Regions from separate parts of the Ovis aries genome. Here region 2 is linked to region 1. Evidence: chromatin contacts called from public Hi-C data. All regions are on one chromosome and are shown on one strand. The core of a region is the stretch at or near the end of the contact, and the rest is flanking DNA. Distances in the headings are between cores, read along the strand shown.

What was found. A called contact is a pair of places that touch in the nucleus more often than the background predicts.
Region 2: a contact with region 1 is called in a Hi-C map of liver, with 8 times the contacts expected there. The contact joins the promoter of ST8SIA4 here to the promoter of FAM174A in region 1. A contact is called at or near these places in 5 of 16 Hi-C or Micro-C datasets (blood, hypothalamus, liver and 1 more).

Annotation. Positions count from the first base shown.
Region 1 is chr5:97,362,070-97,369,233 of ARS-UI_Ramb_v3.0, reverse strand. It overlaps FAM174A (family with sequence similarity 174 member A), which reads right to left and starts at 2,712. Exons shown (of 3, transcript XM_042250790.2): 1 at 2,077-2,712. The coding sequence starts at 2,519. LOC132659908 (a long non-coding RNA gene) reads left to right here and starts at 2,852. Exons shown (of 2, transcript XR_009600941.1): 1 at 2,852-3,016; 2 at 6,133-7,164.
Region 2 is chr5:97,710,810-97,717,973 of ARS-UI_Ramb_v3.0, reverse strand. ST8SIA4 (ST8 alpha-N-acetyl-neuraminide alpha-2,8-sialyltransferase 4) reads left to right here and starts at 3,494. Exons shown (of 6, transcript XM_042250791.1): 1 at 3,494-3,926. The coding sequence starts at 3,814.

The sequences.
Region 1 (7,164 bases), core at 1,463-3,962:
TTTTTTTTGATAGAACACCAAAACGCGACAAGAGTTAGTTTCTTATGAGTTAGCTGCACTGCGGAATTTGAAACTATTATCAATAAACTTCTTGGGTCCTATAAACTTATAGTGAAGTCACTCAGTCATATCTGACTCTTTGCGACCCCATGGACTGTAGCCTACCAGGCTCCTCCGTCCATGGGATTTTCCCGACATGAATACTGGAGTGGGTTGCCATTTCCTTCTCCAGGAGATCTTCCCAACTCAGGGATTGAACCCCGGTCTCCGGCATTGTAGGCAGATGCTTTACTGTCTAAGCCACCAGGGAAGTCATAAACTTATAAGGGAATGTATTATTTTGAAAATAGTTTCAATATTGCAGATACCTGAACAGGTCTCAGAGAACCCTACCACCCTCCAGGGTTCCCTGTTACGCTGTGCTTTTTCAGTTAGTTATTTAAGCCAAGGAATGTTCGCTTAAATAATGTTTTTCACTCACAAAATAATAAACAGATATGTTTAAAAGGAAACTTTAAGTAAATCCATTTAAAGAAATATATGAAATGGTTGAAGGTAGGCAGTTATAGGGGAGAAAAAAAGTGAAATAATTTGGAAAACAAACCAGTACCTTCCCACACAACTACCTCTACCGCAGTAAATAGGAGGGAACTACCTAGAGCTTCCTTAGCTCTTCTCTCGGCTTCTTCTAACAGCGAGTTCTTAGCTCTGCATTTCAACGCTTCAGAGGTGGTCCCCAACTCAATTAAAGAGGCTTTATCATGACTTTTCCAAATCGGTCTCATTACATATTTGGCATGTTATAATACCATGATTCATGCCATAATATAACTTTACTTCTGTAACAATAGAACGTATCAAGTGGAAGTTACTTACGACAATATAAAATATCACCAATTGACCTATATAATTCCTTTTCTACTTGATAAGGCATTAAAGGGAGTAGAAAAATAAGTGATAGTCATTTACTTATTCATAACCTGGTACAATGTAAGGACCTGATTTAATCAAAAGGCTGATCACAGATTTGGACACAAACATCATGGAAAAAAATTCAAACGAAGCAAATGATGGATTGTACAATCAGTGATGATTATTATATATCGTGGGACATCACTTTATTCTCCTAGGTTAGTTTTATCCTAGGTAAAGTTAAAGACGTGGTTTAAGTGTCCATATTTGTAACAAATCTGAAATTTAACTAATTCTCTAACATTCTATATTAAGAATAAGCTCAAAAAACTATTCATTTGTAACTTTAAGCTTCTGAATGACTTAGAATTATTTACAGATGAATTCATTTTAGAAAAGCTTTTTGGAAGTTTAAAAAAAGTAAGTCTATCCATTTACTAATCCAAATTTTGTAAAGTTAAAACATATATAGTTGTTAAGATATTAAACATACTCTCCAATATTATAACGGGATCATATTTATGACTTTTTTCCCTTTGCTGCACAGGTATCAGTTTTCCACCTTATCAAGAAATTGGTAATATTTCACACCATATTATTTCAGTTCAGTCGCTCAGACTCTTTGCGACCCCATGGACTGCAGCACGCCATGCCTCCCTGTCCATCACCAACTCCCGGAGTTTACTCAAACTCATGTCCATTATTTAGTGTCATGCAAAATGAATGCTAGATGTTTCTAATGGGGACTCTAACAATGATTGAACCTACGCAGTTGTCAGTTTCCAGGTTCAGAAAAGGTGGAAAGCAAGAAACTTCATAAGGTACAACCGATGGTGGCAAGTTAAAAGTCAACAGCAGGAAACTGCTGTTAAAAGAACTTCTTTTTTCCATTTTATAAATCATCCTTAAAGATCATTCTGCATTACTATCAATTTACTCAAATAAATATTGATATAGAGGTTCGGTGCTAATTGATAGTTTACACATGAAAAGGGAGGCAGCACGAACTTGGCGGTCTGAACACTCCCAAAGGTACCACAGGCTTTCAAGACAGTCCTCGTCACAATCTCACTCAGCAGGCACCGTGACTGAGGGGGTGGGAGGAGGTCGGCAGACAAGCGCGCCTCAGGCCTGCCGGGGAGGCTCGCGGAGGCTTCGCCTCACCTGACCGTCCTGACGACGAAGTACACCAGCACCGCGCCGCTCACCACCATCAGCACGGTCAGGGCCCGCTGGGTCATGGGCTTGTCGCCGGGGTCGGGGCTCACGGCCAGGACGCCGCCCGCCGGGCCCCCGGCCCCCGCCTTCCCGCCAGGGTCGTCGGCGGCCGGCCCCGCCCCGGGCGTGCTGCCATTGCCGCCCTCGGCTCCCCGCGAGCCCGCGGCTTCCAAGGCCGGAGCGCGGCCCGCGGGCCGGGCGGCGGAGGGCCCGGGCGGCGGAGGCGGCCGGGTGCGCGGCCCGCGCGCCGCGGGCTGGGGGTCGGGCGCGGCCCGCGCTGCCGGCGGCCGTCCCGCGGAGGGCCCGCTCAATTCGGGCAGCAGCAGGGACAGCAGGAGCGCCGAGGCCAGGGCGCGGCTGAGGCAGCAGCTGCAGAGCGTCGGCTGCATGGTCCGCGGCCGGCTCCCTCACCGCGCGCGAGCTCCGGCGCCCGCCGCCCTGGCTCCAGGCGGGACCATGGGCGTGTTAACTGAAGAGACGGGGGAGAAACGCTGACTGAGGCCCGGGCGAAGACCTGGCCCGCCGCAGGTGGCGGAGGCGGCAGCTGCAGCTGCTGTCGACAACCGGAAGTTCGTACATCTCAGCAGCCCCCTGCTACTAGGGACGCTCCCGGTTGCTAACCTTCCGGGGCTGGCGCGTTCCGTGACGTCAGGCGCGTGAGACCGTTTGCGCCCCGCGCACTTCCGGAAGTCGAGGGGAGGGAGCCTGCGGTTTGCTCCCTAGAAGGAAAGCAAACGGGAAGAGAGTTGTGTCAAGTGTGCAGCAACGCTTTGCGGGAAGAATCCAGGAGAGAGTGGAAGCTTGTAATATGAGTTCGTTGGTGCAAAACTGAAGAAATACAACCAGTTACTTATTAAAGACTGCCTTGGCGTTTCCCTCAGCTCAGGTACATATTTTACTAGACTGGGTTGTTAGGTCACTAGAAAAAAAGTAAACAGTTGTGTCAAGTGTGCAGCAACTCTTTGCAGGAAGAAACCAGGAGAGATTGGAAGTTCATCTTTTGAGTTCGTTGGTGCAAAAGTGCAGAAACACGGCCAATCATTTATTAAAGACCACCTTGACGTTTCCCTCAGCTCAGGTACACATTTTACTAGACAGGGAGGTTGGCGCACTAGAAAGAAAGGAAAAAGTTGTGTCAAGTGTGCAACTCTTTGCAGGAAGAAACCGGGAAAGAGTGGAAGCTCATACTTTGAGTTTTTTGGTGCAAAACTGCATAAATACAGCTAATCATTTATTAAAGACCGCCTTGACGTTTCCCTCAGCTCAGGTACACATTTTATCAGGTATTTTTTTCCTGCCTCTGGGTCCTTGACCTCCCTTTCCTTAGAGCGTTACGTTAGAAAACTGTTAACTGTAGCAATAATTGGTACAGGTATTGGTAACTGGTAATTGATTCTCTGCATTTTGGGGATATAAATCTTTTTAAAAGTTCTTTCCCGTGTTACAACCCAGGGCTGTCTTTCTTGAACTAGGAGTCATCCTTTTAAAATGGCAGAAAAGGAGACAGCACCCGTAACTCCCAGTCTCCTTGGAAGCATAGAAGCCTAAGTTAGGCAGGCGCTTTGTTTCAAGTTGTAAAACTGCCTCCCGTCACGAAGCTTAGAGAAATTTTACTTTTCCTTTGTGAAGGCTTCCCTAGTAGCTCAGATGGTAAAGCATCCGCCTGCAGTGCAGGAGACCCGGATTCAACCCCTGCGTTGGGAAAATCCCCTGAAGAAGGAAATGGCAACCCACCCAAGTATCATTGCCTGGAAAATCCCATGGACAGAGGAGCCTGGTGGGCTACAGTGCATGAGGTCAAAAAGAGTCGGAATTTCCTTTGGGTAAACAGAACTGACCTGAGAGTTTTCCTACTCTTAAAATATCTTAAGCTTTCTGTTGAATTGAGTTCAGACAGAGTCCTGGCCCCTCTTTTCTGTTGTGATCGTCTTGAATAAGTCTCTGCCTGTTTAACTTTGACATCAGTAATATGGAACTTTGGGGTGACCAGATTATAAACAAAAACAACAGACCAGAAATTGAAGTTAGGATCTGTTCTTTTAAAAACTTCCTCATTCAACAAATTTTTTAGACTTTCTACTCCTTCAGAACTGTATTTGAGTATTGAACAGTAGACAAGATATCATCCTTGCTCTCATAGCCCCTTAGGGTCAGATGGAAATAACATAATAGTAACATTCATTCTTATTTTGAAGTGCATGTTAAAAATGACAAGTACAGAGTCTGTAGTAAAAATTGTGTAAAGGACTATTGTAGGTAAGGTGGTCAGTATAGTGTCTTCTAGCTGCTGGTGGGTAATAGACTCATGCAGACCCATGTGGAATTGCCAGGACTAGGCATCTTAATGCTGGGTTCCAGTGTGAGAAAGACCATTGGTGACACACACTAATTTTAGTTTCCAACCTGGACATTTATCAATAATGAAGTGGCTCCTTGGGTTTCTTCTCTCCCTTATCCACAATCTTATTCAGAGCCTTACATGGAAGGTTAGTATTTAATGCTACTCCTTTCCACTCCTCAAAATATCCAATATTCAACACCAAAAAATAAAACAAAAGCACCATCTTTCCTTCCTTACAATGTCTCGTTTTACCATTGTCTTCCTCATCTTGATTAATGCCATTATTCTTTACTCAGGTGTTCAGATGTAAAATCTTGGAGTCATCATTTATCCTTAGCTTTCCACCTGCAACATGCTTACTGGTTATGGCAATGTATTAAATAATTCTGAAATAGCAGAGTTAAACTAATGATTGCAAATGATTAGAGCATTCTAATCATTCTAGTGTTTCTGCAGCTAGCTACTTGAATCAGAATCAGAAATGGAATTTGTTAAAAATGTTGATTCTAGATCACTATTCTAGATTCTGTATACATTTTACTAAGCTCTCAGGGTAATTTTTATTTGCACTAACATTTAAGAATCTCTCCATTCCCTTACCACCTATATCTAAATGTTATCAACTTTTCCCCATTTCCCTAATGTCCCTATCATTAATCAACTCTTTTCTGTTCCCTGCTTCTGACAAAGAATTATTTTTAAATTGCTTGAGATCTTAAGCAGGTAGAGAAGCTGCAAATTATTGTGATTTTTGCATAATACTGTATTATTTGTAAACTGTCATGAAACATATTTTTAATTCCATCACAGGAACTAGGAACCAGTTTCCTGGGAGAAAATATTGTATTTTGCTTGTATAATATAAAATGACAATTTGGGGCACACATGCCTATTTAAAAGACAGAATGCCCAACTAATTGGTGTTTTTGAATTTTTTCTCTTAATAATAATCCTACTTGTTCATTTACATGTTTTTGTCTTGCAAACAAGTTGTATCAATCGGGAGAGATTTAAAAACATAAAAGAGAAGAAAAGTTATACTTACTTAAATTAATCTGCATACTAGGAAAAGACCCCTATTATTCTGATTTATCAGGGAACACCCCAGCTGACAGAACAGCAGTCTTCCATGGAAGTGTGTAAAATACCACTGGCCTATTAAGTAAAATCTAACCCTCCCTCCCTGGTCCCATATTAAATAATAATATTGCATATTAATTATCTGTTGTGTACCAGATCTCATGAAATGCTAAACAATTCTGCCATTATTGTTCCTAATTTACAATTAAGAAACCACGATAAAGGATAATCAAGTTGGTGAAAATCAACGTGAGTAAAAGCAATAGAGCTGGGCAATAAACTCAGGCACTGTAGCCTCAGAGGTCAATATTGCCTCTTACATTTTGTCTTCTCCTAGTTGTAGGCTTCCATGATTTGAGTCTAGCTTATTGTCTCAATCAGCTATTGTTAGAATAATGCTGCATAACCACTATTGAAAACTACATCAGTGGCATACAGCAAATAAGCATTTATTTTTCACATGTTTTTGGTCAAGGTGAGAGTTACAAATTTAAGTTGGCCTTATGGATAAGTAGAAAGGGGATGGGGGATAGGCATAAGGAGAAATGAGCAGCCATGTATGTCTGTTTCTTTTTAAACAGTTACTGGTTACCCGAAGTCCCACCTGATGGCCTTGACACATATCTCATTGGAGGGAGAGATGTCACATGGCAGCTTCTAGCTTCTGGTAATCTGAGAATTTTGGTATTAAAATGGGCATATTCTACTCCCTATAGAAATTTATGTTAGTAAGGAAAAGGAAGACAACTCATATTGATAGAGATTTCATTTATATTGATATGTGTGTGTGAAAGTCGCTCAGTCGTGTCTGACTTGTTGCGACCTCATGGACTGCAGTCTGCCAGATATCTCTGTCCATGGAAGTCTTCAGGCAAGAGTACTGGAGTGGGTTGCCGTTCCCTTCTCCAGGGGACCTTCCCAACCCAGGGATCGAACCCAGGTCCCCCATATTACAGGTGGATTCTTTACTGTCTGAGCCATTTATATTGATAGTCACATCAATTTTAGCTCAGTCTAGTGAAAACAAGGCTCAAATAAGTGTTCTCTGGTGGCAAAATTTCCTTGCTTGTCCATTAAGGGAAGAGGGAATGTAGGAGGTTGTCTCAACTGTAATGGTCATTCATAGTGACATCTGATAGAAGGAGTCTCTTATACTTTTAAATGGCAGGATACTGCCACTTCAGGTGGATTGTATATACCCTGAGGTCCAAATGGAAAAAATTCAATAGTCAGGAAAAGGGACTATGAACTGATCACAAAACCAGCAATTGGAGAGAATGCACTAAAATTCTTGAAGGGGAAGGAAGAGTTGGGATTTCAGAGGACAACTAAAGAACAACAATTCAAGAATAAGAAGGAACAGTGTTGTCAGGCTAGGCACTGCATAAACAGGTAGGAATCTGAATAAATGTTAAGGTTAAATATCTAAAACACACACACACTGACTGTATAAATGGGCTGTGGTTCCTGAGAGGAAAGAAACAAGGTGAGTATCTCTGGAGCTCTGCCTATGGAAAATTTCCCAGCTATAGTGCGTGAACCTGGAGTTCAGTCAGAATATGGGAGTCTCTCTTAACTGAAGAGGCAGAGATCAGAGTTCTGGGCTTTTAATG
Region 2 (7,164 bases), core at 2,245-4,744, 350 kb before region 1:
GAGACTTAGAAAACATCACTACGAACAAAGCTAGTGGAGGTGATGGAATTCCAGTTGAGCTATTTCAAATCCTGAAAGATGACGCTGTGAAAGTGCTGCACTCAATATGCCAGCAAATTTGGAAAACTCAGCAGTGGCCACAGGACTGGAAAAGGTCAGTTTTCATTCCAATTCCAAAGAAAGGCAATGCCAAAGAATGCTCAAACTACCACACAATTGCACTCATCTCACACGCTAGTAAAGTAATGCTCAAAATTCTCCAAGCCAGGCTTCAGCAATACATGAACCCTTAACTTCCAGATGTTCAAGCTGGTTTTAGAAAAGGCAGAGGAACCAGAGATCAAATTGCCAACATCCACTGGATCATGGAAAAAAGCAAGACAGTTCCAGAAAAACATCTATTTATGCTTTATTGACTATGCCAAAGCCTTTGACTGTGTGGATCACAATAAACTGTGGAAAATTCTGAAAGAGATGGGAATACCAGACCACCTGACCTGCCTCTTGAGAAACCTATATGCAGGCCAGGAAGCAACAGTTAGAACTGGATGTGGAACAACAGACTGGTTCCAAATAGGAAAAGGAGTACGTCAAGGCTGTATATTGTCACCCTGCTTATTTAACTTCTATGCAGAGTACATCATGAGAAGTGCTGGGCTGGAAGAAGCACAAGCTGGAATCAAGATTGCCTGGAGAAATCTCAATAACCTCAGATATGCAGATGACACCACCCTTATGGCAGAAAGTGAAGAGGAACTAAAAAGCTTCTTGATGAAAGTGAAAGAGGAGAGTGAAAAAGTTGGCTTAAAGTTTAACATTCAGAAGACTAAGATCATGGCATCTGGTCCCATCACTTCATGGGAAATAGATGGGGAAACAGTAGAAACAGTGCAGACTTTATTTTTCTGGGCTCCAGAATCACTGCAGATGGTGACTGCAGCCATGAAATTAAAAGATGCTTACTCCTGGGAAGGAAAGTTATGACCAACCTAGATGGCATATTGCAAAGCAGAGACGTTACTTTGCCAACAAAGGCCCGTCTAGACAAGGCTATGGTTTTTCCTGTGGTCATGTATGGATGTGAGAGTTGGACTGTGAAGAAAGTGGAGCACCGAGGAATGGATGCTTTTGAAGTGTGATGTTGGAGAAGACTCTTGAGAGTCTTGGACTGCAAGGAGATCCAACCAGTCCATCCTAAAGGATATCAGTCCTGGGTGTTCATTGGAAGGAGTGGCGCTGAAGTTGAGACTGCAGTACTTTGGCCATCTCATGCAAAGAGCTGACTAATTGGAAAAGACCTTTATTCTGGGAGGGATTGGGGGCAGGAGGAGAAGGGGTCGACAGAGAATGAGATGGCTGGATGGCATCACCAACTCGATGGACATGAGTTTGGGTAAACTGCAGGTGTTGGCGATGTACAGGGAGGCCTGGTTTGCTGCAATTCATGGGGTTGCAATGAGTCGGACACCACTGAGCTACTGAACTGAACTGAACTGAACTGAAGGCATTTTCTGGTCCATAGGAATTGCTTAAGAAATGTTGGATGAATTTAATTAAATTATATATATTACACTGTCAGCAGCAGCAAATAGTGTTTTATTTGGAATTCAGAATATGTTTGTTTACTGCTTAAACATCAGAAGTTAACTTAGCTCACATCCTAACCATGCATTGCCCACTTCCTCTGCATCCAGGCACCCTTCTCACTTAAATAAGAAGCTGTTTATTCTTGCAGTTTCTGCTAGTGAGAAGGAACTGTGTTCAAGCTGCATTAATGCAAGCGGGATTTCCCGAGACATCAATAAACTCGAAAGGTTCCCAGTGGGCCACTTGTAGTGTCAATAAAGGTTCATAATTACTTGCTCCTTTGAGCTTTTTAGACCCAACTTCCTTTCACTCTGCTGTGAATAGGAGGCTGGAGACCTGAGTGGTTCTTAATTTTCTACATCTTAGGTGAAGAATGGCAAACATCGCCAGGGATCCCAAGTTTTTAAGCAAAGGTGTTGGCTGTTATCCTTGTTATTTTACGCTGTCAAGGGACTAGAAGTTTTTGCCAGTATTGCTCCCCTCCAGCAGAGGACTGGCAGTGAACCTCACCATTTCTAAGTTCAGGGGGGTGGAAGGCCTAGCGGCCAAGGGCGGATGACAGCTGGAGCCATTGCTGAACCCAAAGGAAGAGAAATAGAATTGAGAGAGGCTCAGGGGGAAGGACTAAAAGCAGAGGGTCTGGATCCTGCTCAGATAGATGGGGGAAATTCTGGCTTCCAGGCACTGTCTCACTTTAGGACTGACTCCCTCACGCACCTCCACCATACTCACACCATGCAAAAAACAAACCAAGGCAAACTAAGTCGCAAGCTTCTCTCTGGCTGAGGCTAGGGGACCCAAGAGTTGGAGAGGGACTCTAACTAAGACTAGGAAAGAAAAAGTGCTCCCGCCACCAATACAGTAGAAGTCAAACAAACAAACAGTGGAGGGAAAGAGAGGGTGAGAATTAGGCTGAATACAATTTACTACGACTTTGAGAGAAAAGCTTGCTGTTTTTCCTTTTCCCCCTTCTTCCTCCCTCCCTTCCTTCATTTCTCCTCTCCTCCCTTCTTTCTTCTGGGTGTGTGCATGTGTGTATGCGTGTATGGTTGTGTGTGTGTGTAAGTCTACCTGCGTTTTAAAAAGGAGATTCTGCTTTTCTCAGACTCTGAAAGTTAAAGTGGGATTGGAGTTTCCTTGACTTCTGCGTGAGGAGTTTTCAAATGGCAGCGATCGACCCTCCTAAATATCCATCAAGTCCCCGATGACACCTCTGCCATCTCACTGGTTCCTTGCCAGATTCTGAGCTGGGCTGGTCATCCACCACCCACCCGGAGTGGGAGATCCGCTCTTGCGCGCGTGTTTTTCCTTTCGGGATGGAGCGGCGCCCAGCACATCAAACGTCCTCCAAACCCCTCCTCCTCCCGCCCCCCATTCACTCCCCTCTGGAGGCCCTGCGTTTGGCCTGTGTGCGCGCGCGAGGGTGTATATTTAGCAAAGACGCCTGGAAGCGGCTACCCCTCTTGCTAGCCACCCTCAGCTCTCAGATCGCGTCTCCGATCTGTGTCCCCAGCCGCGGGGTCTTCTCCACGCGGAAGCGGAGAAGACTATCTATGTGCGCCCTGGTCCCCAGATCGAGCTCAAGCTTTACTGTCCCGAGAGGACGAGCTGACATTTTCCTCGGGCGCCGCTCTCTTCCCACGGTGTGCGAGCACTGGTGCGTGCGTATGAGTGTGTGTGTGTGTGTGTGTGTGTGTGAGCGCGATTGTGTATGTACAAGACTGAGCTCGCGAGCTTCCTCTCTACGCACCGCGCAGGCAATGCCGGCGACGTTACTCTGCAAGCAGCAGCCGGAGACCGAAGGCAACAGCAGCCTCCGCCCCCTCGGCGCCGTGATTGGCTGGCTTTGCTCATCATTTCCATGCTAGCAAAAAGGGAAGGGCCAGTGACGCCCCCGAACCCCGCTGCAGAAGCGGCCGCCACCTCCAATGCACAAGGTGTCTCTCCTGCAAAGGAACCGAAGCCCCAGGGAGGAGGCGCTGGACCGACCCGGGCCGAGCTGGAGGGAACCGCGAGAGAGAGCGCCCCGCGCAGCGCTCGGGTACCAGCCGGAGCTCGGCCGCAGAGGACCCTCGAGACCAGCTGGGGAGATTCCGGCTCCACGGTCTCCTCGGCTTTTACAGATCTTGCCCCCACGCCCCGCGACTACCTCTCCCCCGAACGGAATCTTTCTATGAAGAGGAGGTGAGGGAGCTGGGGCCACCAGGAGTTTCCCGGGCACCCAAGATGCGCTCCATCAGGAAGCGGTGGACGATCTGCACCATCAGTCTGCTCCTGATCTTTTATAAGACAAAAGAGATGGCACGGACCGAGGAGCACCAGGAGACGCAACTCATCGGGTAAATGCAAAGCTTCATTCTAGGATCTGACAAAAAGTCCAGCCGCGAATGAGATGTGAATAGAAGCGGTCGAGTGAGCGTTGGGGTCGTGTTAGCGGTGGGGTCCGCCTGTGAGCGCTTAGTCTCGTGAAGTAAATAACAAAGGATGTTGTTGAGGTGTGTGATTTCTCCACGGCGGGTTCTCAGTAGGAGTTCAACTTGCCCTGCGCGGTGATAGTGACAGCTGCCTTGCTGCCGGGGCTCGCAAGCCAAAGAAGTCCCCGCAGAGTGTCAACAAAGAACGGGCACCCTTGCCCTTTTTAGTCCCAGGGCAGAACTCGGTCCACATGTCTTTACTGCCCTTCCTTCCTTCTCTGTGCTAGCTCTAAAGGGAGGTACCAGCAGAAACTGGCTTCCTGAAAGGCTGAAGTTAAAGCCCAGAAAGTAGGAAATGCGTCTCCTCTTTACAATTGTGTGTTGGTTTTTGTTGTTGTTGTTGTTGTTTGGCGTCGAGTAGATCTGTGTATCATCATTTGAGTTAGAAACTCCAGGTCAACCAGTGATACTTGCTTCTTTGCTGTCCGTGGGTCAAATGCATGGGCGTCATGGTTACAGTTTTGGAAACTGGGTTCTACTTCACACAGACTAGATTTCTGCTTTTTCTTTAGTTTGTCTAGATGAGTTCAGAATCTTCCTCCACCCTAGTCAGTTCTCTAAATATCACACTTCCTTCCTCCCTCTCCCCAGCCTCTGTGACTTTGAAGTTTACCCAGGAGGTGGTTGCAACTTTGTGTTGCTTACATAGCTTGGAAACGTTCTTTTTTTTTTTTTTTCTGAGGATGTGACCCCTGGTTGTCAACTCTGCTCGAAGTCCTGTTTCGGAAATCCTGCCTCATCCGGAGGTGTCTGCTGTCGCTATCGGAAACTCCAAACTGGCAGAGATGCCAGCCTGGTTTTTCTTTTCCCTAAAGATGAGGACGAAGATAGAACCCTTGCACGCTGGGGCGGGGAGGCGGGGGCACAGGACAGCTAAAACGTGTGTACACGCGCGCGCGCACTCACACACACACACACACACACACACACACACTAAACTTAACGCACTCCATTTCTTAATATTTCTGCTCTTCCCTAAGTAATGAGAATTTAAGTGAACAAAAAGCCGGCTTATCTGTACAGAAGACGCTGTTCTTTGATAGAAAATTAACACAGAAGTACAGTCGAAGGGGACTGGAAGAGAAAGAAAAAGCCAAAGAGGCATGTGCGGGATGGTCGTTATGCCTCAATAAATCTCCAAATGGGCTATTCGGGGAGGGGGGGTCCCCGAACTGTGTGAGGTCCTTAACACTGGGAAGGGGTGGCTTGAACCTTCAGCCTGGCTCGATTGTCAGAGAAGGACTCGGGGGAGAGGGGGCGGGGGTGAATGGGTGGGCATCCCTGGGTAGACCTGGGGCTTTGCTGACGGACAAAAGGGTCTTTCGGGAGGTGGTGAACCGGCGCCCGAGGGGGAGAGGCTGAGGCTGGGCTTGGGGGTGGGGGGTCGAGGCTCTCGGTGATCTTCCGGGTTCGGTGGGCTTCGCAGACGCGCCTTGAGCCCAGACAAAGCGGCCGCGTCCTCGGCCAGGACTCCGAGGGTCGGGGCCTCGGCGGCGGGCCACCCTGCGGGGCGTGAGCGGGAGGAACGGGTGGGGGGGCACCCCGGGGGGCCCCCTCCCCAGGCCTCCGTAACCGGCCGGCAGGAAGGCGGGGCGCACCCCGAGTCTTGGGATGCTCCCCCTTTCCTGGGCGACATGCCTCCTGTGGCCTCTGCCGGCCGGTGGGCGCAGCCCAGGGCGCCCGGGAGAAGGAGGAAGGGGAGGGGAGTGAAGGCGGGGGGCGAGCAGGCGTCGGCCTGGGCTAGAGGGTCGGGCCAGCCCCGCGGGGCTTCTCTCGCACCTTCTCCGGGCCGAGCCCGCCCCTCCGAGGATGCGCGGGGCTGGCGCATCCGGCAGGAAGAGGCTTGCGCGCGGAACGGGGGTTCTCCGGGCGCCCCTCCACGAGAGAGCTGCCCGCCCGGGTGGAGGAACCAGCCTCTATTGCAAGAATCAGGCCCCCTTTACAAATAAAACAATAACTTTTACTGCTCCAGTCGGCCCCCGCGCGCCTCCTCCCTAATTAAAACCCGCAATCACGGCCACGCGGGGCGGCGCGCGCCGCGCCTCGCTGAAACCTGGGAGTTGGCGCTGCTCGGGGTTCGGGGTGGGGGGTCGCACCCGGAGGACAGCTGTTCCCCCCCAGCCCACCCTCGCCCCAGCGCTTTCCCCTCGGCTGCAACATGCCCCTGAAAAGCTGGGGATAGCAGCTGATTATTTCAACTCCCCCGAGTAGTGCTCCTGGTGGCGGGGTTGACTCATCCCAAACAACGGTTCTTCTCATTGACTCTCTTTCTACCCAAGCCACGTGGAGGGGCTGGTTTCTTTGGAGATGAGTAACCCAGCGCGGCGGTTTGGCCGCCTGAACCCAAGCCCGTTCATCGCCCGAGAGGTAAACAGGAGTCTGACCTTTGGGGGCGCCGCTGCGTCTCTTGTGAGCGGGCGTAGATTCGGTGAAGGGCAATTCCATAGTCCTTGGATCTTAGGACATCCTTCTGGATTCGGATTCAGCGTCCCTGCCTCCAGCTGGCAGCAGACCGGGAGTTACTTTCTTTATTCCACCTGCCTGCCTTTTAACACTGGAGGTCCTACCTAGAGTCGGCGTGACCTGGTTCTTCTTATATCCAGGATCGAGCAGTCATTCCACACAGAAGGAAAAGCAGGAAACAGCCTCTCAGCTTCCCACACCATGCAACCACATTCACACATCTCCAGAGGAATTCCAGCAGCATGGAATCATTCCATAAGCAAGGATTGAAGGATAGGTCGAGTAATTATTGGATGTTCAGAATTGTTTCTTTCAAAGCTAGCCTATTAATTGCCTGATCTGTTGGCTAGTTAATAAAGTTTAACTGAAAGGGCACTTAGGGATATAAAGGGCTCTGTTCTTAACTGATATTTTTACTTAATGAGGGAAAATGGCATTTGCTGTCAGTTGGCATATTCTTTTACTGACTGTGTTCTTTGGATATAACTAGAAATATGCTAACTTAAAGATCCTACAGATAAAATTATGTGGGTGTACTCATTTAATGAAGTAATGCATTTGGGAAAGTAACAAACTTTAATACCAAATAGACATTTGCTTTGTTACTCCTTAAAACTTGCCACATACGTTTTTAATGGTG